2 separate regions of the Mus musculus genome follow, and region 1 is linked to region 2. The links are chromatin contacts, called in public ChIA-PET maps. All regions are on one chromosome and are shown on one strand. Each heading gives the region's core, a stretch centred on a gene start, on an enhancer-like site or on the middle of the called end of the contact. The rest is flanking DNA. Distances are from core to core; before and after follow the strand shown.

Evidence for each region. ChIA-PET counts read pairs in DNA pulled down with a chosen protein or histone mark.
Region 1: a contact with region 2 is called in an RNA polymerase II ChIA-PET map of effector CD8 T cells, with 12 read pairs. The contact joins the enhancer-like site here to the promoter of Spata2l in region 2. A contact is called at or near these places in 3 of 39 promoter capture datasets (cranial neural crest, fetal liver and liver), 6 of 115 datasets of contacts at active chromatin or transcription factors (the SCID.adh cell line, bone marrow-derived macrophages, effector CD8 T cells and 3 more) and 3 of 9 other capture datasets (adipose tissue, liver and pancreatic islet).

Annotation. Positions count from the first base shown.
Region 1 is chr8:122,910,845-122,915,800 of GRCm38.p6, reverse strand. All of the region lies in intron 3 of Ankrd11 (ankyrin repeat domain 11), which reads left to right. It overlaps Gm39273 (a long non-coding RNA gene), which reads right to left. Exons shown (of 4, transcript XR_003947488.1): 3 at 1,143-4,956. Among named protein-coding and RNA genes, the nearest start is that of Gm39272, 20 kb to the left of the region's middle. Within about 2 kb of position 3,445, at least 24 of the 459 cell types and tissues checked have an H3K27ac peak or open chromatin away from gene starts, as enhancers often do. A contact at or near this core is called in the SCID.adh cell line, bone marrow-derived macrophages and effector CD8 T cells, where this site is marked.
Region 2 is chr8:123,232,978-123,238,187 of GRCm38.p6, reverse strand. Spata2l (spermatogenesis associated 2-like) reads left to right here and starts at 1,930. Exons shown (of 3, transcript NM_030176.3): 1 at 1,930-2,038; 2 at 2,339-2,670; 3 at 3,943-5,210. The coding sequence starts at 2,368. The coding sequence ends at 4,920. 4933417D19Rik (RIKEN cDNA 4933417D19 gene) reads right to left here and starts at 3,097. Exons shown (of 3, transcript NR_045849.1): 1 at 2,635-3,097.

The DNA of each region.
Region 1 (4,956 bases), core at 2,196-4,695, 320 kb after region 2:
TCATTATTCTGACCTTGGCTGGCTCCGTGAGGCCTTTGCTACCAGGAGTGTCCAGTTCGCTTGTGATTGGGTTTGCAAGGATCCATTCATTCACTGAACAGGCCCTACTTAATTAAGTTTGTCATAGACAAGCCTCCAGCAGACTTGTATATAGAATTCACCCTCCTGTGCCCTCAGAACCCTAAGATACAGTGTCATGTGTTCAATGAAAGACGGTTAACTATGTGTCACAGTTATACTGACTGTAAAATAGTCTTAGACGTTTGCTTTCAAATGTTGTTAATTCAAAACAATAATAGATTTGGGTGGTGGTGGCAAAGCAGAATAAAAGAATAATAAGATTATACAATGTAACTCTAAGTTGCCAGAGTCAGTCAGTGCTGTTGACATCAGATTCTGGGGTACATACTTCCTGGCGTAAAGGAAAGACTCCAAAATCAAGAAGTTAGAACTGGACAGATCAGAGTAAGGCTTTGCCTTAAAATATATGTTTAGTTGCTTGTTTATGTTTGCGTGACTATGTCCAAGCCCATGAGTTGTCCTGGGACTGGGTTTCTTGCTGTGGTACGACAGCATCTGAGCCAGTGAGATGAAGTCTGACACACTCTCAGAACTGATCTCATGTTTGTTTGTTTTTGTTGTTTTGTTTGGTTTTGGTTTTTTCAAGACAGGGTTTCTCTGTGTAGCCCTGGTTGTCCTGGAACTCACTCTGTAGACCAGGCTGGCCTTGAACTCAGAAATCCGCTTGCCTCTGCCTTCTGAGTGCTGGGATTAAAGGTGTGCGCCACCATGCCCGGCTTGACCTCATGTTTTTATAAGGTGATTTTCCTCAAGTTTTATTGCTGTCATTTCTGGTCCGCCCTCCTGATTGTCTTGGCACCTTGGCTGTGTCTGTGAGAGGGTCCCAGCTCTGGCTTGCTGTAAGTGAGCCTTCATTTTGATTCTTTCTGCATGTTGCTAATACTCCCCCTGTAATCACTAGCAAGTGCTGTGGTATACAGGCAGACACTGCAGAGTCACATGATCTGCTCATTCGGTTCACTGTGAAGTGGTTTGTGAACATGACATATGTAGCTGCTGTTTAAAAAGAACAGATAAAGGGGCCTCTGGGACCCTTGAGTATCCATGTAGCATGAACTTACTTTTGGGGACAGTTTCACACCGAATAGATGCAAAGGCATGGTTTTCAGGTATATTCATAGAAGTTTCCATGCAACAAAGTCAGATAGTTGTAGAGCAGGAACAAGGGGAAAGGCTGCACTGTCGTTTCCTAGACTTTTTAAAAAAGACTCTCACTAGGCTGGCTTCAGAAACATCACATACTGCTGAGTCTGTGGGCATTCAGGTCAGAGAAGCACCCTACTCCCACTGCCTTGTGTTGGAGCCTTGCTCAGACTCAGCCATTCCTGTCTTAGTGCAGCTCCTGCCTACTCTTCACCTCAGCTGTGTGACAGTGTGGAGCACCTTGCACTTAACTATCCAAGTCTCCCCCTCCCTTCCCTGAGTTTTCCTCACTGCCTTCTGAGTCTTCGGTTTATAGATGCTCTCCATCCTGGCTGACTGCTGCTCTTGTCTGTTAAAGAATTCTCCAGAGGGCTCCAACTCCCAGAGAGAGAGGGAGGGGTGGGGGATGGGAGAGAAGGTCCTGCCATTTGGCTACACTGACAAAGCTGAACAAGCTCTTCCCAGAATTAGTTCTTCAGTGTGGGTCCCAGAAGTTGTCATGAAAGAAGCGGTGCCTTTCAGGTGTATGTCACATGGCTTGACAGGAATGGGTAAAAGGGCAAGAAAGTCTTAAGTCGGGATCCAGGAGACAGGCTGGTCTCTAGAGAGTAGCAGGCTACAGTGAGCCATGATGAAAGCTCTAGAGGTTGGGTTATATCAGCCTCCTAGGAACATGGACATGTTTCAGGTTGGTTAGGGTTGTTGTTAACTCTGGAGAAGACATAAGTTGTAATGAGCTGAGTTATTCCTGAGACTACAGGACCTGGGCTATGTATGTGGGTGGTGTACATGAATTCGATTTAAGGTAGGGGTGTGTGTGTGTGTGTGTGTCCCAGCAAGGTACCCTGACTTGATTTGGGTTTGTTTGATTACTTGCTTAAATCTGGCCTTTTCTGGAGCTTGACAGGACCCGTGAAATTGCTGTGTGACGCTGCAGTGCTTGGCCGTGGTGGATCTTTCCTATCTTACCTGGTCACTCTGTAGAAAGCAGTCCAAGATGGAGTACGTAGGTGTCTATTCTTCAGGGACTACAGAGGATCCCAGGTGGCAATGTTGAGTAAAAGTTCATGAAGGAGGGCCTGCTAGTGACAGAACACTGACTGGCTCTGGCTATACAATGTGAACTTACTTCCTCACGTAAGGCACATGTTATCAAAAGCAACATAATTTTAAATTTTTTCTCCCAAATGAATCATACACTATGTGACATACTCTTCTGTCACATATCTTGCTACAGACCCATTAGTGACACAAGCTGACATGTAGAGAAGAAAGTGCCAAAAATGTCTGGAACATCTATATACTGCATACTGAGATAGCCTTAGTAGAGACCAGCAAATCTCCTACTCTTATGGTCATGCTCTGTCCACAGAGCTAGATGGCCGCTGTGTTATCCAAGGCCCCTCAGCAGGAAGTGAGATCTTTCGTCCAGTTCAGGCTCATTCTCATTCTCCTGTGACAGATGGCAATCTGTCTCAGCAGAAGCCTCTTCTGCACTTCTCAGAGGGTTTCTAGACCGCGGGCATCCCTCATGCAGACTGGTGAGCAGGAGGTGGCTCTAAGGGTGGGCACCTGCCTCTGTCTAATTAGGTCCCTCAAGGAAGGATAGCACATCCCCTAATTTGCAAACTATGTGTACCCTGTGTGCCATAATACCTATTGGCTCTTTACAGTACCAGAGCATCCAATGTTTCTCCAGGACAAACACAAATTCACCCCTTAACTGAATCTGATGGCTGCTCCCTGGGGTTGAAGCCTACCTTAAGAGGCGGCTGCGCGAGTGCCACCAACAGGGCAATAGCTTACAGTCAGGCTGTTGGGTCCTGTGATTTTTTTTTTTTTCCGGGAGTGTTCTTGAGGTCTGTGTATGAAATGTAGACTACCCCTGACAGACAGGAGGTACAGGAGGCTGTGGCCAAGAGCAGGATGCTAGAAAGATTGATATGGAGCCTGATTCACTCTCCCCCATCCTTAGCTGGGTGTCGCCTTAACTCAGGACACCACACAGGAGTTAGTGATGGCAGTGGCAGAGAGGCTGATGTCTACTTTGTGAGTATTGTCCTCTGGGCTTTCTGTTCTTTCCTTCCCTTTGCTATAGCAGGAGAGAAGAGTCTAGCATGGCTGTGCAGGGTTTCTCTCACAGAACTGTTGCTGGGGCTGCCAAGGGTAGCAAACCACTGAAACCTCGATGGCTTCTCCAGTGTGCAGCTCCTACCCCCATTCACAAAAGTCAGCGCCTGAAGCACCCCCTCTGACACTTGCTGCTCATCAGCATTCTTAGCTTCACAGCTCCTTGGGTGTTACCATTTCCTGTTCAGTCCCCATTTCTCCAACAGTAACACACGTCATGACTATAAAACAGAGCATTCTTGAGCATAGAGGATCCTCAAACACAAGTTCCCCAGTTGGCCTTCATTCCCTATATTCAACTTCCTGATTTTAATAATGTAATATTTGATTTAATGTTTAATAATGTAATATTACATTGATTTTAATAATAAGTATATAAAATATTCCTACTACCTAGAAAATGGCTACGTAAGACCTTCCTGGTGGGCTGAATCCCACAGTGCCACTGTGGCTCCCGTTGAGGTTGCTCTAGTTTCCTTCTAACTATTGTGGAACTTTTTTTACATTAGTTTATTATTATTAATTTGCGCGCACAAGTGTGTGTGGAAGCCAGAAAAACTGTTAACATGTCTGTCTCTTGCGTTCCAATTTATTTTGACCAATTGATTGATTGAAGACAGGACTCACACGTGTTCTTTCTCAAGCATGTGGAAGTCTTTGATTGGGGGAGGTTCCCATGGACATGCTTCCTCAGCTATGTCAGAGGGCAGTTTGTGGGCAGAAGATCTCTCCTACCACATGGGTCCCGGGACCATTGGGTTTGTCAGCAGACACTTGTGTGCAGTGAGACATCTCATCTGAAGCTTCATTTTTCGAAACATGGTCTCTTACTGAACCTGGAACTCACCAATTTGTCTGGCCAGCAAGCTTCTTATATGTAGGGATTATAAATTAATACTGCTACTCCTGGCTTTTTATATAGGTGCTGGAGATCTGAACACATGATTCTGCAACAAACGAAACCATTTCCCCCAGCCATAGTCACATGCAAGGTCACAGAACTTTTGCTTATATTTTTCCCCTAAGTTTATGACATCAGTTGACATAGCAAAGACTTTTGACCAAATTTAACATTTATTACAATTTATTCAACAAAAATTCCTGTGTGCCATCATTTAATAATGAGGGCTGAATTCTATATAAGGTTGGATACAAAGCAGCAGAAGGACACCAAAGTCCCCACCTCTGGCAGTTTTATGCAGGCGTTGGCTAGCACAGTAGCAAAATAAAAGCCACAAGAGATTGGAAAGGGCAGAATAAACTTTACTCCAGGATATCAACAGTTGCACAAAAGCTACAAGAATTAATGGTTCGGGCAAGGTGTCAAATGTAAATAAAATTTACTTCTAAATGTAATTAATGAAAAATCAGGGATTTTTCAGATTGAAATTTAAAATATATAGCTGGGTGTGATGATTACAAACATCTGTAATCCCACCTCTGGTAGGATTCAGGATCAGGCAGTGCTACAGTAAGACCATTTCTCAAACAAAAACATCTCCAGGGAATTCACCTTTCTCTTAAGGCCTCTGAGAGCACCTGCATATTAAAGCCACACATTCACACACGCACACATGCATACACTCAGAGGCAGAGGCACAC
Region 2 (5,210 bases), core at 681-3,180:
AGCTAAAGAGATCTGCAACCCTGTAGGTGCAACAACATTATGAACTAACCAGTACCCCGGAGCTTGTGTCTCTAGCTGCATATGAATCAGAAGATGGCCTAGTCGGCCATCACTGGAAAGAGAGGCCCATTGGACACAAAAACTTTATATGCCCCAGTACAGGGGAACGCCAGGGCCAAAAAGTGGAATGGGTGGGTAGGGGAGTGGGGGGGAGGGTATGGGAGACTTTTGGGCTAGCATTGGAAATGTAATTGAGGAAAATACGGAATAAAAAACAATTAAAAAAAAAAAAAAGAAAGCAGCTTACAGTCCCAGGCAAGATGAGTTTGAATGGCCTCACTAGTGCCAATCTGCCCTGCTGAAACTAAGGTGTGTGGAGGATGTACAGAGTACACATTGTGTGCCCTGAGATAGCAAGAAAAGTAAGTAGCAATGGCAGGTGGCTCTTTGTGAGTTCTAGGCCAGCCTGGTCTACAAAGATACTTGTAAGACAGCTAGGGCCACACACACACACACACACACACAGAGAGAGAGGTTGGAGGAAGAACATCAATATCGTTAGTTCAAGGCTCATCCCAATCCAGAATAATTTACAAGTTACAAATAGAAGAAAAGAACACTTTTGCAGGTGAACATTAGCTTCGACGTTAGTGTAACATAATTTTTTGCAATGCTAGAGACTGAACCTGGGGACCTTACACAAAGCAAGCAATTGTTCTACCTCAGGGTCACACCCCTGCCCCCAAGGCCTCTTCCTTTTTCTGTTAATCCCCTTGTTCTGCCGCAGGCGGGATCCAGGCTTGTCTTGAAACAAGGCAAGCATGGAATCTTTATGATTTGTCAGAAGTTAAACTATGTCACTGTGAGTTGAAGCAACCTCGAAAGCCAACCAAGGTTCCCCTTTGGATTGGTGAGCTCACAACAAAAGACCTCTATGTTCAGTGATAGCCAGCAGGGCACCTGGGGACTGTGGCCTGCTTAGTTACACGATCTGAAGTCCTTTGACTGTGAGAAATTCAAGAAGACAGATACCTCCCCTATGCCAGGTTCTATTTGATCAAACTTGGCCTAGGCTTGGTGAGCTGGAGAGATCGAGGGTGCAGGCTGCCCAGAAGTGGATGAAGCAAAAGCTACTGCTTACACGAAGCTTAGGGTTTAAGATTAAGGAGAAGGTGCCTTCGGTCCTGAGTGAGTTGCCTAAGACCACAGCAAGTTGAGGTTAACAGTTTCCCTGAGGTCACCCAGACCAATTCTTGGATTTCAGGATCCCGGTCAGTTTTGAAGGTCTGTAGGTCACACACTTAAGGAACACCTTGTCCTGGAGGGTGAATACATTCATCCTGCCTCAAATACTCCCTAACCGACTTTCTCAGGGACTAAGAAATGAAGTGCCAGAGACCAGGAAACAAAGCCTGCAGAGGCAGTCCGAAGGACCTCCCGTTCTATTATTTATAATTATTTTGTTTGCATGCATGTGCATCAAAAACACCAGATGCAGGGGCCAGAAGTGGATGTTGGGAACTGGAGTTAAAGACAAAAAAATGAGCTGCCACGCAGGTGCTCATACCCACTGGGCAGTCCACCACCCCACCCGTTTTAAATTGTACTTAAATACGTGTGTTTGACCTCCTTTGGTCCATGATCTGCCAAGACAGGCCCCGCCTAGCCGGTATTTGGCTATTCTGTGGGTTGGCTTGAGGAGCCAAAGTCCAGCCTGGTTCAGACCGGTTCCGCTAGGCACATCTTGGCGACCAGTGATCATACACCCACTGTGTACTCCCACTCAGACTAGCTGAAAGACTAACTAGTGAATCTGAGAGAACTTCAAAAGGTGAGCTGCAGGGGAGGGCCACGCCCAGCTTCGCCCAGGCCACGCCTACACCTCCACCCTCCTACTTAGCCGAAAGGGCGGCACCCGACTCCAGCCTCGCCCACCAACGTCACGACCAAGGCCAAGGGGCGGGCTTGACTTTCTGCGGAAGAGCGAGGAGAGACCCAGGCCCAAGCGGAGCTCTCTGGAATAGCTGGCGACTAGCAGGTAGCACCGCCGCCCACGGGGACCGTCAGTGGGAGAGGGGCTCTGGCTGCAAGAGGTTCAGCTAGTGGGAGCGGAGCTGTTGATACGAGGACGCTCAGCAAGCGGGGCTGAAGGTGTCCTGGGGAGGGGAGGCTACAAATACTGTGGTCACTGAGCTGTCAGCGTCCACGTCTCAGGGACCATAGATTCCGAGAGTTGGCTAAGCTGCCAAGGTCCCTATTTCCAGGTTGGAGGGAGCCCTGGGCTTGCTGGGTGCGGGGTTGAGAGTCGCACACACAGCTGAGATGACATGGTCTCTAGTTTGACACCTCATCCCGGACCTGATCAGGATGGGCAGCAGCTCACTGTCCGAGGACTATCGCCAGTGCCTGGAGCGCGAGCTGCGGCGCGGCCGCGCGGGCGTTTGCGGCGACCCCTCGCTGCGCGCGGTGCTCTGGCAGATTCTGGTGGAAGACTTTGACCTGCACGGGGCGCTACAGGACGATGCGCTAGCCCTGTTCACTGATGGCCTGTGGGGGCGGGCTGACCTGGCACCGGCCCTCCAAGATCTGGCCCGCGCCTTTGAGCTCCTAGAGCTGGCCGCTGTGCACCTGTACCTGCTGCCCTGGAGAAAGGAGTTCACCACTATCAAGGTATGGCATCAGTGGTGCTCCTTCACTCCCGTCCTTGTCCAGGCTGTTTGAGGGCTGCAGATCCTCTTCAGGGGAGGGTTCTGCGTTGAGGGCTCGTGGGCGTGTTGGGATGCATGCCTACCAGTCATTCACCTAGAACTTATATGGCTGTCCTCAAAGTAGTCTCACTGCCCTAGTTGCCATGGAAATTCTAGGGTAGACGTGGGTGGGTGAGGGAGGTACTTGATGTCCTATGGTCATCCTAACTCCTCTAAGATGTGGACTGGTCCCCATCTGTAAAAGGAGGCTGCTAAGACTGGGAAGAGAACAGCAGATCAGAACAGCAGGGATCTTATTCCTGCCTGGGTCCAGGTTAGGCGGCCAGGTCCAGGGCTGGCCTAGTCCTTAGGTCAGATGGCAGACCACTTAGAGGGGGTAGGGCCGCTCTGAGCTAATTTTGAGTGGGAAGGCAATGACGTCAGAATGCACGTGGGCGAGGTAAACCTCCACCGGTTGTCATGGTAACGTCTCCCCCTCCACACCCCACCAGCCTGCTGCTCCACGGGAATACCTGAGATCTCAGGACTTTCATTCAGTTCTGTCAAGCTAGAAGCCCACCCATCCGCCCCAGAGGACAGAGGCAGCCAGGCGTGGCCTTCACACTGAATAGTTCAGAAATAGTGTTGGGGTGGAGCTGGCAAGGATAGAGCCTCCTAGCTGTGTGGTTTTAGGGAAAAGCCCCTTTTCTCTTAAGTCGAGGTGCAACGCCCTAAGGAGGGTGTTCTGGCCAGTGCTCCTTGTGTGTAGACATCCTCTCCCTAAGGGTGCTATGCACAGAAGTGCTCCAAGGAAGCCTAGAGCTGTTGTAGACGGTCACACTTAGAAAGACCCAAGCTTAAACCCTGGAGCTTTGATTCCATTGGTAGCTTGGATCTAGAAAGCACATTGGACTTTCTGGAATACTACAGTCGTGGGAGGCTACCTGCCAGCGAGGTACAGTGGAATATTCCTGTAGGCTGAGGCAGGAGGATGGTGAGTTTGGGGTCAAGCTGGGCTATACAACAAGGACCTTGTCTCGACCACAATGCTTGCTTAGCATACACAAGGGTTTAGGTTCTCCCTTGGAGGAAAACAATGTCTGACATCCAAGCTCACTCCAGACAGATAGAAACTGTATCAGGGGGTGGACAGGAGCTTCAGAAGTGCACCGAGGTCAAGGCAGGCTCAACCCACATAGGCTACATCTAGGAACCTTTATGGAAGTGCATGTCTGACCAGGACCCTTCCTTACAGACCTTCTCAGGGGGCTATGTGCATGTGCTGAAGGGTGTACTCTCTGAGGAGCTCCTGACTCGAAGCTTCCAGAAGATGGGCTACGTGCGCAGGGACAACCACCGCCTAATGGTGACCACCCCACCCCCTGCCTGCCAGCTGGTGCAGGTGGCCCTAGGTTGCTTTGCTCTTCGGTTGGAGTGTGAGATCCTAAGTGAGGTCCTGACTCAGCTGGGTACAAGCGTACTACCAGCCGAGGAGCTGCTCCGAGCTCGACGGGCTAGTGGGGATGTAGCCTCCTGTGTGGCCTGGCTGCAGCAACGCCTGGCCCAAGATGAGGAGCCACCACCTCTGCCCCCTCGGGGCACACCTGCCACTTATGGGGCCCCAGTGGACCTGTATCAGGACCTGCAGGAAGATGAGAGCTCAGAGGCCAGTCTGTATGGTGAGCCTTCCCCAGGGCTGGACTCGCCTCCTGTGGAGCTGGCTTACAGGCCACCACTCTGGGAGCAGAGTGCCAAACTATGGGGTTCTGGAGGTCAGCCCTGGGAACCGCCAGCTGATGATATGCATCGGGCCAGCAGCCCACCATATGGGGCTCTGGAAGAGGAGCTGGAGCCAGAACCCTCTGCTTTCTCCTTCCTTTCTCTGCGCCGTGAGCTGAGTCGCTCAGGAGACTTAGCTCCCCCTGAGTCCCCTTCAAGCCCCGGGCAAGCCAGCCCCCGACACAGGCAGGCAGAAGCAGCTGCATCCTCGGCCTATGGGCCTGCTGTTGAGCCTCTGAGCTACCAGGCACACAGCTGCTTGAGCCCTGGCAACCTACCCACCCTCTGCTGTGACACCTGCCGCCAGCTCCATGCTACCCACTGCACTGCCCTATCTGCCTGCCGCCCGACTCATTCACTGCGCATTCTTCTTGGTGACAACCAGAGACGCCTGTGGCTGCAACGAGCACAGGTGGATAACCTGCTCTATGACAGTCCTGGGGCCCATCCCTAGGCCCAGATGGACCCCAACAATTTTGGGGACAGTTTCCATGGTGCTTCTTTTGGAAAAGGACCTAGGCCACTGGCTACCCTGGCCCTCCTACTCCCCAGGGGCCATTCAGGACCTGCAGTTGAAAGAGGGTAGAGCCTTCGTGGAACGCTCTCACCTGGTGCAGTCTCAGCCCTGGTGCAGCAGGCCGAGCTCAATCAAAAAGATCCTTCCCTCTCATCCCTAGCCTCATGCCCAGATGTGCTGGGTAGAGAAGTCCAGGTTATCCTGTTACAGTACCCAAACTCAGAAAG